Linked DNA regions of Mus musculus: region 1 is linked to region 2. Evidence: chromatin contacts called from public HiChIP or PLAC-seq data. All regions are on one chromosome and are shown on one strand. The core of a region is the stretch at or near the end of the contact, and the rest is flanking DNA. Distances in the headings are between cores, read along the strand shown.

The links. HiChIP or PLAC-seq counts read pairs in DNA pulled down with a chosen protein or histone mark.
Region 1: a contact with region 2 is called in a CTCF HiChIP or PLAC-seq map of the NIH/3T3 cell line, with 12 read pairs. The contact joins two enhancer-like sites. A contact is called at or near these places in 1 of 15 datasets of contacts at CTCF or cohesin (the NIH/3T3 cell line), 2 of 484 Hi-C or Micro-C datasets (cardiomyocytes and nephron progenitors), 1 of 115 datasets of contacts at active chromatin or transcription factors (fibro-adipogenic progenitors) and 1 of 9 other capture datasets (bone marrow-derived macrophages).

The regions. Positions count from the first base shown.
Region 1 is chr13:110,938,809-110,946,518 of GRCm38.p6, reverse strand. No RefSeq gene overlaps it. Among named protein-coding and RNA genes, the nearest start is that of 4930526H09Rik, 39 kb to the right of the region's middle. Within about 2 kb of position 4,743, at least 33 of the 459 cell types and tissues checked have an H3K27ac peak or open chromatin away from gene starts, as enhancers often do. A contact at or near this core is called in the NIH/3T3 cell line, where this site is marked.
Region 2 is chr13:110,737,766-110,744,880 of GRCm38.p6, reverse strand. No RefSeq gene overlaps it. Among named protein-coding and RNA genes, the nearest start is that of Gm33172, 57 kb to the right of the region's middle. Within about 2 kb of position 3,655, at least 24 of the 459 cell types and tissues checked have an H3K27ac peak or open chromatin away from gene starts, as enhancers often do. A contact at or near this core is called in the NIH/3T3 cell line, where this site is marked.

The DNA of each region.
Region 1 (7,710 bases), core at 3,494-5,993, 200 kb before region 2:
ATTTCTGAGTTTGAGGCCAGCCTGGTCTACAAAGTGAGTTCCAGGACATCCAGGGCTATACAGAGGAACCCTGTCTCAGAAAACAAAAACAAACAAACAAACAAACAAACAAACAAGACATAAAATAATAAACATAACCATCCACAGCTCAACTCTTAATCCTGTGATACTCAAGAACTTCTAACTAGATTTAATATCCCAAAGATTCCACGATCTCTCAGCCATGCCTTCCTGGGACAAAGTAAAACACAATTGTTTCTTGGGAATGCTCAGGCTATACCCAACCCAACAAGCTGGTGTTTCTCACTGTCTGTATTCCATCTACTTGATTTCTAATACACAGAAATCAAATATCTATTAAGCCTCTCTGTAACTGAACTCTCTTTAAACTTTTAGCTCCGACAGATTTCGTGAGGAAGGTGATTTTGAAGCAGTCTGCATCTCAGAGGAATACTGGGCATCCAACGATCACAGAGTATCTGGGTTCAAAAGAACAGCAAGGAACACCTTGATTGTATTTCTTACTGCATTTCTGAGGAAACCATTCAATAATTACTGATTTAATTATACTTTCTTCCCCAATCTAGGGCACAAGAAACCTTTGTTTGGAATGTCTAGTGTGTCAACCACAGGTAAATACCAAGGGTGGCTTAGGTGACCTATTTCCGTTTTTGTCTACTTTAAAGCTGCTTTGATCACTACTATTATTTATAAGGTTTTCAGTGGTGGATCAAAGGCTATCTGTAGCCCATATTTTACTGGATTTATTCTTCAAGGTCACTGCTCTCCTGACTTCTGATTGTTTCACTCTGAAGTTGTCATATGATTTCTCCTGTTTATTAGTAGGCACTTTCTCATTTCCTCTCTTATGTGTTAATATTTTTATGACGTGTTCCTTTTATACTTCTTTCTGTTATACTCTAAAGCATCCTGAAACTACTAAGTATGTTTTGGAGCAACGTATTTTTTAAATCAAATTAATAGATCAATTTATTATTTAATAACCAAGTAGACAAGTCTAATTGTTCCTAAGGAAGTTGACTTTTTTGGATGACGGTGATCTGGACTCCTATGTGTAGATCATGTTGAGCTCCAGGTACATGCTATCTGCATAGAAGTAGAATCCAGAGTGCAAAGTGATTATCTTCATTAATCCCTATTTCAGTGCTTCCGTCTCGCCAGTCACTCCAGGAAGAAACTATTTTTACTTTTCCCAGCTCCTTTGCCAACAGCAGTCCTATTTCTTAGAATATTTTTTCAACATTTTCTTCTAAGAAGCTCCCCCTCTTTTGCTCTGAATCACCCCTTATCACGCATGGGTAGACTCCCATCATGATCCTTTTTACATAAATTTAAGAACCTCTTGACTTGCACCTTGCTTTCCGATATCTTCCCTCAAACCTTATCCCCTGTTCAAACATGGCATCAGTATCTAAACTATAAATGGTTTCTCTGAGACTTTTCTTTTGCTGTTTTCACTCTTTTCACTGTTTAATAGCTAAAATCGAAGTTTCTTAACACACCCGTCACATCATACCCATTTAGGACATACCCATAAACCTCTTGACCTTGATCACAATGTTTAACTTCCTATATCTGGCTTCTCTTTTACAGTGTGGACTGTATCTCTCACTCAGAAACCATGTTATTATCTACACACTTTCATTTCCTCCATTCCCCACCTTCCTCCTCCACTGAATGTGAAAGTCCTGCTTAGTTTTCCTAAATGAGATCAGAAGCTCTTGTTGAAGTCACCCGCACAATCCCTCGTGATTTCCTTGGTGGGCCGATTTGGCTTTGCACACTTCCAGCACAGCTTTCTATCTATGTGTTTACATGACTATCACGCCTTACCAAATAGGAATCTTTACACATGGGCACTGTGCTCTTTCTATTTAGATGTTCAGGGTCTGGACTAATGATTGAAATATAGTAATTTTTCATCTGAGCACTAGTGAGAGAGGAAGTTTTTCATAGCCTTCCTTCTTTAAAGCCTCCAGACTTCAATTTAGCACTTTGGGAGCTTGGTCTGTGATCTATCTGATTTACAGGCAGGGAGGCAATGAGGACAATGTAGAAGGAGACAGGTCCTTGTGTATTCCCATTTGCCCTGGTATAGCCAAAGTCCTGTGGTTCAGCTGCACAAATATTTCTGAGATATATTTTAATTCAGACTGCCCGTTGCTTGTCTCCATGTCTGAATTGTCTCTCCCCGACTTCCTTGTCATAAATTATGTCTTTCCCAATCTAACCACGGTAATCTTTGCCAGATGTTAACATTCCTGACTGTGTTCTGAAATTCTTAGACAAAAGTCTAAGCTCCTTATGACTGTTTTTAATAATGCTGGTATATTCTGGCTTTGACTGTTTCTCCAGCTTCATGTGTCGCCATTCTGCCCTAGATCACCTGGGCTCCACTAGATGAAATAGGTGGTATTTCATCAGATCTGCCTTGTTTTAGTTCCTTCTGGGTTGTGAAGATTTTCTTTGGACACTTTCTCTTTGTCTCTTCATTTTTTTTTAAACTTTTAACTGCTCACTCAAGTCATAGACTGGCTATTACCCACCCCAGAAGGCTTTCCTTTGTAAACAAACCCAGATTAGAAATATCTTCTCTCTTCGTTCTACCAATTTCTCTTATTTGCTCCTGTTGATCTACCATATACAAATATCATACCATTCACGGTAGCCTTTCCTGTTGTTCGTGTAACTTAATCAACTAAGACTTTGGAAAGCAGAAATTCTGCCAGTGTTTCTTGCTATGTAGATAGTAGATTGAGCAGAAACTTTCACACAGTCGTGCCAAATATTATTCAATGAGAAAATGAATGAACCCATGAAAAACAATTTTGTGTCATCTACCGGGATTCTTTTTGACATGATCTCTAGAGTACTGGAGAAAAGAAACTGAAACACACAAGTTTAAGGAGACCTAGAGAGGGAGGAATCACTGCTAATTATACACAAAGCTGCGCCTCCCCCACAACCCAGCACTGCTTTTCAAGTGAGAGAAGAGACCATGGGTTTTTATGATCTCTAATTTCCTTCCAAGTTTAACAGTCAGCCTGAAATCCAGAGTTCTCATAAGATGAAGGATCTGTGTGAATGACTATCAAGGGAAACATGATGATCAAGACAGATGGGGTGGGGGAGATGGAGTTCTGTTCGATAATGTCACTGCTCCTCTGTAAGAAGGGAAGTCCCCTTTCTGTGCCAATGTGACTTGAAGTCACTAACCATGATCAGGTATGCCAGAAATAGTTTTCTAAAACTATCATGAAGTTGAGATCTGACCCCACAGCAGGAGTATGGGTTCAGGAAGGCAAGCTTGTAAATATTTTTGTCAAATCCTTGTGTCTTCTTGTGAGTCAAAAGGGTAACATTAATGATTCAGCAAGATTGCTCAATTTGGAGGCCTTAATGTAAGCTTCGAACACTTGAGAGGATGGAGCATAGGGAGGAAGTGTTGCCACCTCGGATGAGTCTTGAGTTATTTATAAATATTGTGTCAATTAATTTTAAATTGGCCATATTTAATTTGGGGCTGAAAATAGACCGGACTTCCTCCTTAGATTGCTCATATGATTCCAAAGAGTTCAGAAGGATTTTTAAAATATTTTTTCCTTTGTAACTCCTGTCTATTAGTTGTATCAAACAGTGAGACTCATCATGACATTGACACATGTATGATATTTATCTTATTATATTCATACTTCCACTACTATCTTTTCTTCCTCAAATAATATTTTCCTTTTCTCCATGAAATAACATTTTATTAATTTTTTTTGTTTTTTGTTTTTTTGAGACAGGGTCTCTCTGTGTAGCCCTGGCTGTCCTGGAACTCACTTTGTAGACCAGGCTGGCCTCGAACTCAGAAATCTGCCTGCCTCTGCCTCCTGAGTGTTGGGATTAAAGGTGTGCGCCATCACACCTAATTATGTGAGAATTTTGTACACTATATTTGGCCAACTCTTCACAGATCCACCCAATTTCATCAACTCTCCTCTCTCTCTTTAACTCATTGAGTCTATTTTGCTTTGTCCACATATCCTTGGGGCTGTCCTGGAACATGGTCCATCTAATCGGGGTCATTGTCTTAACTCTACTTTATTGGGGTATTAAGATATTTTTCGTGTATTGATTATTAGTGAAACATTGAAAAATACCTTTTGATCCTTGACGGCAAGCCAAAGACTTTTAGATGTTTACCTTAAGAAACTTATTTTTTGTATTTCTTTTTCTTTATTAGATATTTTCTTCATTTACATTTCAAATGCTACCCCCTTTCCTAGTTTCCTCTTTGAAAGTCCCCTATACCCTCCCCCTGCCCTGCTACCCAACCCACTCACTCCCCCTTCCTAGCCCTGGCATTCCCCTGTACTGGGGCATATGATCTTTGCAAGACCAAGGGCCTCTCCTCCCATTGATAGCCACCTAGGCCATCCTCTGCTACATATGCAACTAGAGTCACAAGCTCTAGGGGTACTGGTTAGTTCATATTGTTGTTCCTCCTATTGAGTTGCAGACCCCTTTAGCTCCTTGGGTACTTTCAACTTGAGCTTTACAAGTTATTTCTTATTTGTGATAGTGGTCATAAGCATACAAGTGGACTACTGAGGAAAAGGATTACTAAGTCTGGATGAATCACTGCCACCCATGACTTGAACTCTATGACTTCTCCCTCTCTGAGGTCAAGAGATCCTGCAGAGAGGAGGCTCATGCTTAAAATAGCTCTAGGGAGGCAAGCTGGTGACTGATGGAGCCTTACGTCTGCTTTATTTTTAGCTTGCCCTTTATGCTGTGTCAGTAGTAATCACTGGGACAGACAGATGTGATATTAATGACATATTACATTTTGGTAAGTGAAATTTGGCCAAAAGAAAACTAGATTTAAGGTGGCCAATGATGTATTGGATAGTTTAAACTACTCAGAAGGAGGGATGTTTAATGCTCCTATCACACAGCCACAATAAAGAGAGCAGGTACACTAATCATTTCAAATGGTGTACGTGTGTGTGTTTGTGTGTGTGTAATGTTCACATATCACATTGTTTCACATAAATATGTACAATCATGTGACAATTAGAAATAAGAAAAAAAAAACAGTGGATGAATATATAACTGGTTAAAGCACAAAAAATACCAGGTAATGGTGACAAGAAATGGACTTTCCTTTCAATTATGTTACATGGAGAAAATTACTCAAGATATGTAAATTTCAGGCTCTCTATAATTTAAAAAGGCTAATATAAATAAGATATGGAGGACAAAAATGTATTTAACTTGGTTAAATGTAGTATTCTTGTTGTCTGTTTGCTTGTTTACTTTTAAATTATTGGCAGGAGTTGGAAAGTCAAAAGGGGTTTCTGAAGGGAATAGGAGGGCTATGTTTAGTTGACAAAGTTTGTTCTCAAATTCACATAGATTTACAGACACAGAAGCTTCCTGGTAATAGTTAAACTCTATTAAAAAAAATCTATTTTAAGACTTGCTTACATGTCATTCTCCATGCTTACTACAATTAATAGTTTTAACACACACACACACACACACACACACACACACACACACAGAGAGAGAGAGAGAGAGAGAGACAGAGAGAGACAGAGAGAGACAGAGAGAGACAGAGAGACAGAGAGACAGACAGAGACAGACAGAGACAGAGACAGAGACAGAGAGAGGTGGGGAAGAAGGAGAGAGGGAGAGAGAGAGAGGGAGGGGAAGGGGGAGGGGGAGGGGGAGGGGGAGGGAGAGAGAGAATGAGAATGAATTACCTCTGTGTGGCAAGAGTAACTAAGATTCACTGTTTGGAGCATCCTCTGTAGACTAACCAAAACTATGTGAACACTTAACTCTTAGTGCAGTGTTCTAAAGCAGGCCTTTTAGTATCTCATACTTAGAGAATAATTTCAGAGAAAAGAAAGATATGAAGTTCAAATCCTGGTAGCAAGATTCAGTCTCACAGAACTGACTTTAGATGTACCACGGGGGTGGGGGGTGGGCAGGGAACTTGTAGTTTCTATCTTAATGCTGTGGTGTGGTCAGTCTTGTCTCAGTTTTATGGTGAAGTGATAGGCAGGGCTGCTGTGAAGAACTTGGCAGTGTTCAGTTCTCAGCTATAAACTTGTGAGCAATATCATTCTCTCTACCCCCCAGGGAACGTTATAGACGAAGGGGCTGGGGGATGCTGTGAAACCCTGCCAGCAGATATTACCTGGCTATTGCAATCATGAACATGAAGTAGCTACGGTCAGCACAAGGCCTGAATAGGGTTGAGCCTTTTACCATTACACAGTGGCTGGAGGAGGAACCCACGAGACCACCACCCCTTCTTGAGGAGCTATTGAAATGTTCTTCTCACTTTCTTCTGTGTTGTGGCTAATGATACTGCGCATGCTCTGGGAAACAACCAAGTGCTGTGCTCATTTAAGGAACCCTGATTAAACTCCACAGGGGGAAAAGATATGAATGAGGACGGGGGCTCCATAGAAAGAAGAGAAACTTCTGTTGAAGACTGATGAGAGTTAGAGAAGCTAGTGGTGGTAGGTGTGTTAATAATACATTGGATACGAGATTGTGAAAAATAAAGGAGAAAGATGTGAGTATGAGTGAAATACCACCCACCCATCACTCACCAAGCTCCAAGGGGCTAAAAAGACTCATTCTCTTATAATTGTCTCCAAGTCACTGCAGAAATCTCTGTATATAAGCCAACCTTCCTATAATAGGATCTATATAAAGGACAAATCGGCTCTCAGGGTCTTATAGCTCCAATCGAGCACCCACTAGACACAATATCCTCACCCCCTAAATATTATTGGTGGGAATTAAAATCATAACAATCCAACGAAAATCCCTGGTATCACAAATGAGATAAACTTTTCCTGTTCTTCATAATCTCTTGAATATGTTTTGACTACCTGAAAGAATATTTCTTTACATTTGAAATCCATTCGACTGGGAGGCAGCTCATGCTCACTTGACCGGCTCACACATAATGTTCTAAACCATTATTTAATTTTAAATCTTGCATTTTATGAATTCTTTGTTTAGTTTCGCTCATAAGTTTATGTCAGTCTTCTAGATTTCTTCTTGAGACCTCAGATATTAATTATATTTTATCCTTTTATCTATCTACCTTCTTATTTTCCCCTGCTTTTAAAACAAAAACATGGTTTTTGTCTTATTTTTCTCACATCAACTCCTTACAACATTTTTGGTGTGTGTGTGATACGTATGTGTATGTGTATAGTTTACATGGGTCCTGGGGATTTGAACTTTCACAGGATGCACTCTCACCCAATGAGACATATCTCCAGCCCTTAAGATTTGTGCTTTTAATTTTACTCAGTTTTTATTGATTTTTGTTGACTTTTGAATTATATTTATTTCACTTTGCTCAGCTCTTCAGTTCATGCTTTATTCCCTTGATGGCAACAGTTCTCTGAATGGACAGCTCTGCTCTGTCTTCTTTCTTATGGGAATAATTTGTCCATTCAGGGGATTCATGGTAGAAAATATTGTTGTCATCTTTATCCTTTCCGGTGGCTTTTCCCCATGTTTCCTGTGGAAATTTTATGAATGTACTGTGGTGGCCTTTTTTTATTCCATAATCATCCCTGTTGCCAGCAGACTTTTCCTGGACAGTTGTTTTATGTACATGAGTACACTGTAGCTCTTCAGACACACCAGAAGGGGACATCAGATTCT
Region 2 (7,115 bases), core at 2,406-4,905:
CAAGAAATGAAGTCAAAACAGAAACTCAAACAGGGCAGTAACTGTAGGCAGGAGCTAATGCAAAGACTATGGAAGAATGTTTTTCACTTCCCCGTTCATTATGGCATCCTCAGCCTGCTTTCTTATAGATCAAGAGACCACAAACCCAGGGATAGCATCCCTCACAATGGGTTTAGCCCTCACCTACCAATCCCTAATTTAGAAAAGGCCCTACAGCCAGTTCTTATGGAGGCGTTTTATTAATTTAGGCTTCCTCCTCTTGGATGACTCTAGCTCATGTCAAGTTGACATAAAACTAGTCCATTCATGAGTTAGGGTTAGGGGTTAGGAGCTAGGGGTTAGGGTTAGGGTTAGGGTTAGGGTTAGGGTTAGGGTTAGGGTTTAGGGCTAGAGTTAGGGTTAGGGTTAGGGGTTAGGGTTAGGGTTAGGGTTAGGGTAGGGTTAGGGTTAGGGTTAGGGTTAGGGTAGGGTTAGGGTTAGGGTAGGGTTAGGGTTAGGGGTTAGGGTTAGGGTTAGGGTTTAGGGTTAGGGTTAGGGTTAGGGTTAGGGTTTAGGGCTAGAGTTAGGGTTAGGGTTAGGGTTAGGGTTTAGGGCTAGAGTTAGGGTTAGAGTTAGGGTTAGGGGTTAGGGTTAGGGTTAGGGTTAGCGTTAGGGTTTAGGGCTAGAGTTAGGGTTAGGGATTAGGGTTAGGGTTAGGGTTAGGGTTAGGGTTACTGAAGAACGATCAGGGTTAGGGTTAGGGTTAGGGTTAGGGTTAGGGTTAGGGTTAGGGTTAGGGTTACTTAAGGATGATCATACTTATCAGGGTTACGGTTAGGGTTAGGGTTAGGGTTAGGGTTAGGGTTAGGGTTAGAGTTACTGAAGAACGATCAGGGTTAGGGTTAGGGTTAGGGTTAGGGTTAGGGTTAGGGTTACTTAAGGATGATCATACTTATCATACTTAAGAACTATCAGGCTTGTTCTGAATGTTCTGACTGAAGCCTTCCCTATCTGTGTGGTACTTGGACAGTTGATAATACTCTACCATGGTGAGTGATTCTGAAGAGAAATGGTAAAAGATGTAAGTTAATAGCACCGCAATTTAGAAACATGGAATGATTTGGGTGTGAGGTCTCGATGGAGGCAGGTAGTGTGTTGTACAAAGTACTTTTCCAGTTCTTGCTTATATTGTAGGCTTCATTGAGTTAGTGGAAATTATTAGAGATACTGTCAACTTCCTTACCCAGCAAAGACAAATCCTTGACATTGTTACTTGAGCCGTTGTCTGAACTACCTTTTTCATTTGCTTTGTTCTAAAAGCCAAAGGTCCCTCTCATAAATTGGTGCAGTATACTGTCTAAAAGTTTCATGAACAGAATGTGGTAAGTTTCTATCTGCTGGATCTAAAATCTACTGTCATAATCATTTAAAAAATAAGTCTGTAAACACCAGAAGGTTACTCTGAGGGTTAACTATGGTGATTTGATTATTGTACTGCCTTGAAATCTATTTTTAAAGGAGACTCAGCTAACTAGCAGTGGAAGAACGCTGCCTTAGCTGTAGGACTTGTTCATAAACATACACAGGCTTTTCTCACATCGAATCTATAGCTAACTATTGCTGTAACATTTGTTTAGCCTCCCAAAGAGTTGCCCAACCTGTGGTACATTATCTAAATTTGGAAACGGGACCATAATTATACCTGTGGGTCACCTACCTCCTCTACTGAGGTTTTTTTGGAGAGGACTGTGTTAACCACAAAACCAAATGCAACCACAAAGATACTTTTCTAAGAAAAAAATTTTCTCTCCTTCCCAAACCAATTTGGTTATTTTAGATTAGTGAAAAATGGTAAGAAGCATTCCATGGTTGGTTTTAGATCAAGCCTTAACCCCCAACAGTCTATTTAAATAAGAAACAATGTGGATCATGGGATAAAATATTTGCAACAGATGACAAAAAGCATCTACATACTAAAAATATATTCACTATAAATATATATATAAACATATATATATATGACTTATATACATACATATACAGAATAAATATAAATCTTGAAATCTTGTTTGGTAAGCACTGGTTATAACATATTTATTATGTAGAAAAAGAAGCCTCAGGTTTAATCATCTGCATAACGATTTGACAAGGTAAAATTAGATGTGTCATTTATGTAAGATGCTACTTGGAACAATTACTTTTCAAACCTTCACCTTTCAAGTAGGAAAAAATCATTCTGTTCCCAAGACCCAGTGTCATGATCTCCTGCTTGTTAGCATTAACCTCGAGCAACTTTGCTCACATTTATTCTTGGAAAAGGAGAATGGAAGGAAAATAAAAAGGGAATACAGGAGTAAAGGAAAACAGAGGTGTGAGATATTCAGAGACAAATATGATAACAGTCCCAATCAAGGAAGAAATGGATTATGTTGAGCTAGGATGCAAAGGAGTTAATAACTGCTAGCATAAATACTACAGTTAGCAACAGTTGCATTGGTCCAAACAACAAAGAATTGTGGGTTTTCAGCTGAGAATTCCTAGACATGTCAGCAGACAGTAACATGTTTCAGAGTGACATCCTTCAAAAAGCTGATAGTGGGGTGCACTGTAGGAACCCAGGTGCAAAGGCCAGATGGAGCTCTGAGCTTAAGCATTCAGCTTTGCCATTTATAAACTGAGCCCGTCAGATGTGAATAAGTTCCGAACCCTGTTTTCCTTCCAAGTAAAACTCAAGACTTGAGAGTTTAATCTGCCGTCTTTGCTTTGAAAATCAAAGCCTACAGATTGTGAAGGCTGACTGGTGGCCTCTCTGCTTCCTTCTTTATATTCTTATGTAACAGCAAACTCTCCCAAAAATAGATGATACAATTTTCACATCAAAGGTACATGGCAAAATTCCTACAGATTTAAAGAATTTTCTTCCCTTGAGGAGAAACAACATTGCCAGTGGCTGTTCCCCAACAATAAAATGTGCTCAGGAGTCCTTGGCGATACAATGGGCGTGACGAGTGAAGGAGGATGCTCAGAAGCAACAGATGCTCAGGAAATCCGCAGCTTCAGTCTGTGCATTCATCGGCACAGTCCAGTGCTTTAGAAAACTAAAGTGTAAAAGCACTCTTCTAGTCAGACATTCGTTTGCTTAACCACGTTTATTGCACAAAGATTGCATGTCAAGCACAGAATCAGAAACTAAGAATGCAAAATTAGAATGACTCATCAGCACCCGAAAAGCTCTCCTCTAGTTGGTATAAGACAAGAAACCTATTGTTCCGATACTGGAATATAATGAACACTATATCAGAAATACATAGGATTTTTGGGAAGAAAAGGCAGAAGCATTTAATAAGTATATAGTGATATGACAGAGATTGGTGGAGAGAAAGTCATTATACAACTAAAATTACACCAAGTGGGAGAGGAAAGGGGCCAGCTCTTAACGGAGTCCTTTGTTTTCCTCAAGATAAAATTTTATTCTCCTTTTTGTTAAGCTTCAAGAAGGTAGAGATCAAAATGAACTATGTCTTAATCTCGTTTCATGAGCTAATGTTCTCTAGTAGTGGGTATTTCATGAAAATATTTTATTGGAAAAATTACTCAATGAAATAGCTACAGTGAATTGCTCATACTCTCAACAGAAGTGATTAATGTATAGATCAGCTAGCCTGATAGTTTCTCTTGGATGGCTTCCTACTTACTGTTCTATTGCTATGAGGAGATACCATGACAAAGGCAGCTTACTGAACAAAGCATGTTATTGGTGGCTTGCTTAGAGTTGTGAGCTAGAGCAGTACCTAACTTACATCGTTATCTGCAGGCAGGAGGCAATGTGTTTGGGTTTTGGACTACCCTCAGGGTCACCTCCTTTAACGAGGCCACACCTCATAATTCTTTGAAACAATTCAACTAAGAACCAAATATTCAAATATATGAGCTCACAAGGACCATTCTCATTTAAATCGTCCCATTCCACTTTCTGACCGGCAAAGCCTTGTAGCCATATCGTAATGCAAAATGCATTCAGTTCAACTTCAAAGGTCCCCAGAGTCTCAAACAGTCTCAAGATTGTTAAAATGCCCAAAGTCCCTTTTGAGACACAGGCATTCTCTTAACTATTATCCCTGTAAAATAAAAATTAATTAAGTTAAATTAAATTAAATTAAATTAAAAAGCAAATGACAAATTCCAATAACAATGTTACAGACTATGTGTTACCATTCCAAATGTCGAAAAGGGAACATGGTGAGAAAATACTGGTCCAGAGTGAGATGAAAGTTCAATGGCACAAACTCTAAAGCCTGACTTAGATTTCTCATACTCCTGCCGGCTTTGTTGACTGCAGCACACTTTTTCTCTCCTGGGCTTTTTCCACTTTCTGTCTGCAGCTTACCCTTGGCATGCATCCCAAGATTATAGTATCTCCGATATCCTTGAGACGCCAATGAATCTAGAAAAGATTCACCCCTGTGCCTGAAGCTGCCAAGTTCTTCTGCTGGCTTGGGATGGGCTCTGACCCTATCCTTGAATTACATTTGCGTAAGCTTTGACTTGTTCAAAGTTTTTCCTTTGCTTCACAAGCTTTTTGTTGCCCTAAGGGTGCCCCTCCCTTTATTCATTTTCCCTCAAGTTTTTCCTTAAACTCTTCTCTTTGATCTGAAGGCTTGGATCCAACAGTACATTTTCTGGTCCTCTTTTTCTTTTTTCTTAGATATTTTCTTTATATACATTTCAAATGCTATCCCGAAAGTTCCCTATATCCTCCACCCACCCTGCTCCCCTGCCCACCCACTCCCACTTCTTGGCCCTGGTGTTCCCCTGTATTGGGGCATATAAAGTTTGCAATACCAAGGGACCTCTCTTCCCAGTGATGGCTGACTAGGCCATCTTCTGCTACATATGCAGCTAGTGACATGAGCTCTGGGGGTACTGGTTAGCTCATATTTTTGTTCCACATATAGGGTTTCAGACCCCTTCAGTTCCTTGGATACTTTCTCTATCTCCACCATTGGGGGCCCTGTGTTCCATCCAATAGATGACAATGAGCATTCACTTCTGTATTTGCCAGGTACTGGCATAGCCTCATACGAGACAACTATAACAGGGTCCCTTCAGCAAAATCTTTCTGGCATTGTGCAATAGTGTCTGGGTTTGGTGGCTGATTGTGGGATGGATCCCTGGGTGGGGTAGTCTCTAGATAGTCCATCCTTTTGTCTTAGCTCTAAACTTTGTCTCTGTAACTCCTCCCAGGCGTGTTTTGTTCCCTATTCTAAGGAGGAATGATGTATCCACCCATTGTCTTCCCTCTTCTTGATTTTCTTGTGTTTTGCAAATTGTATCTTGGGTGTTGTATGTTTCTGGGCTAAAATCCACTTATCAGTGAGTGCATGTCCTCTTTTTCTCTTCGAGCTGTCCATTTTGTATTTATTTTTGTCCTGATTGCCCTTTTCCATTATAAATCTGCACAAGAGTGGTTACTAATAACTGAGTGACATGGTCAATACTAGCTTGTTTTGGAATCTCATCTGATAATGACATTATTTCAAAGCTCTTCAATTTAGCCTCAGGCAGATTCTTAGGACAAGGGCACAAGTCAGCTAGTCATTGCCAAAGTATCACAAGAATGGTATGCAGGCCACTGGTTAATATTCTTCCCTTCTTAAACCTCTTGGGCTGGGTCTCTATAGTCCACAATGCTGTCTTCTAAGCTTCTACTATAGTGGCTAGTTCAGCCCCACTTACAGTGTTCAACTACTTTCCAAATCCAAGGACCCACATCCATGCTACACCAGTAAGCAGCATCGTCATAGCAACACCCCAGTCCCTGGTACCAATTTCTGTCTTAGCTCCTGCTCTGTTGCCAGGAGTAGGTAACATGGCAAAGCATTAGAAGAGAGCCTTTAACTGGGAGCTTTCTTACAGCTTCAGAGGAATAGTCAATGAACATCAAGGCAGGGAACATGGTAGCAGGCAGAAAGGTATGGCATTGGAGCAATAGCTGAACGATTACATGACCTGATCTGTATACAGGTGTGTGTGTATGTGTGTGTGTGTGTGTGTGTGTGTGTGAGAGAGAGAGAGAGAGAGAGAGAGAGAGAGAGAGAGGGAGAGAGAGAGGCAGAGAGAGAGACTGAGCCTCATGGACTTGTTTGAAACTTCAAAGGCTACTCCCCAGTGACACAACTTCTCCAAGAAAACCATGCCTCCTAATCCTTCCTAAACACTCCACCAATTGGGAATCAACTATTCAAGTAAATGAGCCTATGAGGGCCTTTCTCACTCAAAATAGCACAAATGATCAATCCCAAGGAATGGATAATTATTCCTTGACAGGTATAACCTGGTTCCTTGTTCCTCAGTTTCACTACCAGTTCAAAGAGCAGCCTTTCTTCTTGCATAAACTCTGATCTAAAGCTGGAGAATTTACAGAGCTCTGGAGTAGAGTATAAGTTCCAATCTGATGGAGACAGTTTCTCAACTGTGGTTCCTATTTGCAGATAACATGATGACTCTAGCTTGTACCATACTGACATAAACCAAGCACAGACCCCGTTCTTTACCTTCGTACACTCTCATTCAACTACTCTTTTAGGGGGCTGGTGAATTCCCAGATTGATTTTTCTCATCTCTCCACCAAAATGATAATAGGACTGCAACTTTTACTTTATATTCTTGATCCTCTTGGGACTCCCAGCAGGTATAAGTTGCCCTTTCTTCCAACTCTTTCTAGCTATAAACCAGACAACTTGGCTTAGTTGCAATGCAGGAGACAGGGCATTTATTATGGGATGTTTACTTCAAAGTACTGAGATTCCTAGTTCATGAACAACTCATCTCTACTTGTCAATCCTTTTCCTTATTTATAGCCAATAATAATGACTTAATAATGATTCACAAATAATCTAATAAAAAATAAATCCATTGCAGGTTTTTCCATAATGGTACATTTCCCATGTTCTCAAGACATAGCTTTCTTCCCAAGCTCCTGTCCACTTTATAGTTCTTCTTAATTCACATTCTGATGTAATTCTATCAAAAGGTTATGAACATTAATGCGTAGTATACTGTCTTCAAAGAGAGACTGAAGAAATAGAGAGTTAGTCAGGACTCTGAAGCAACTGAATATGCAAATATTTATTTGA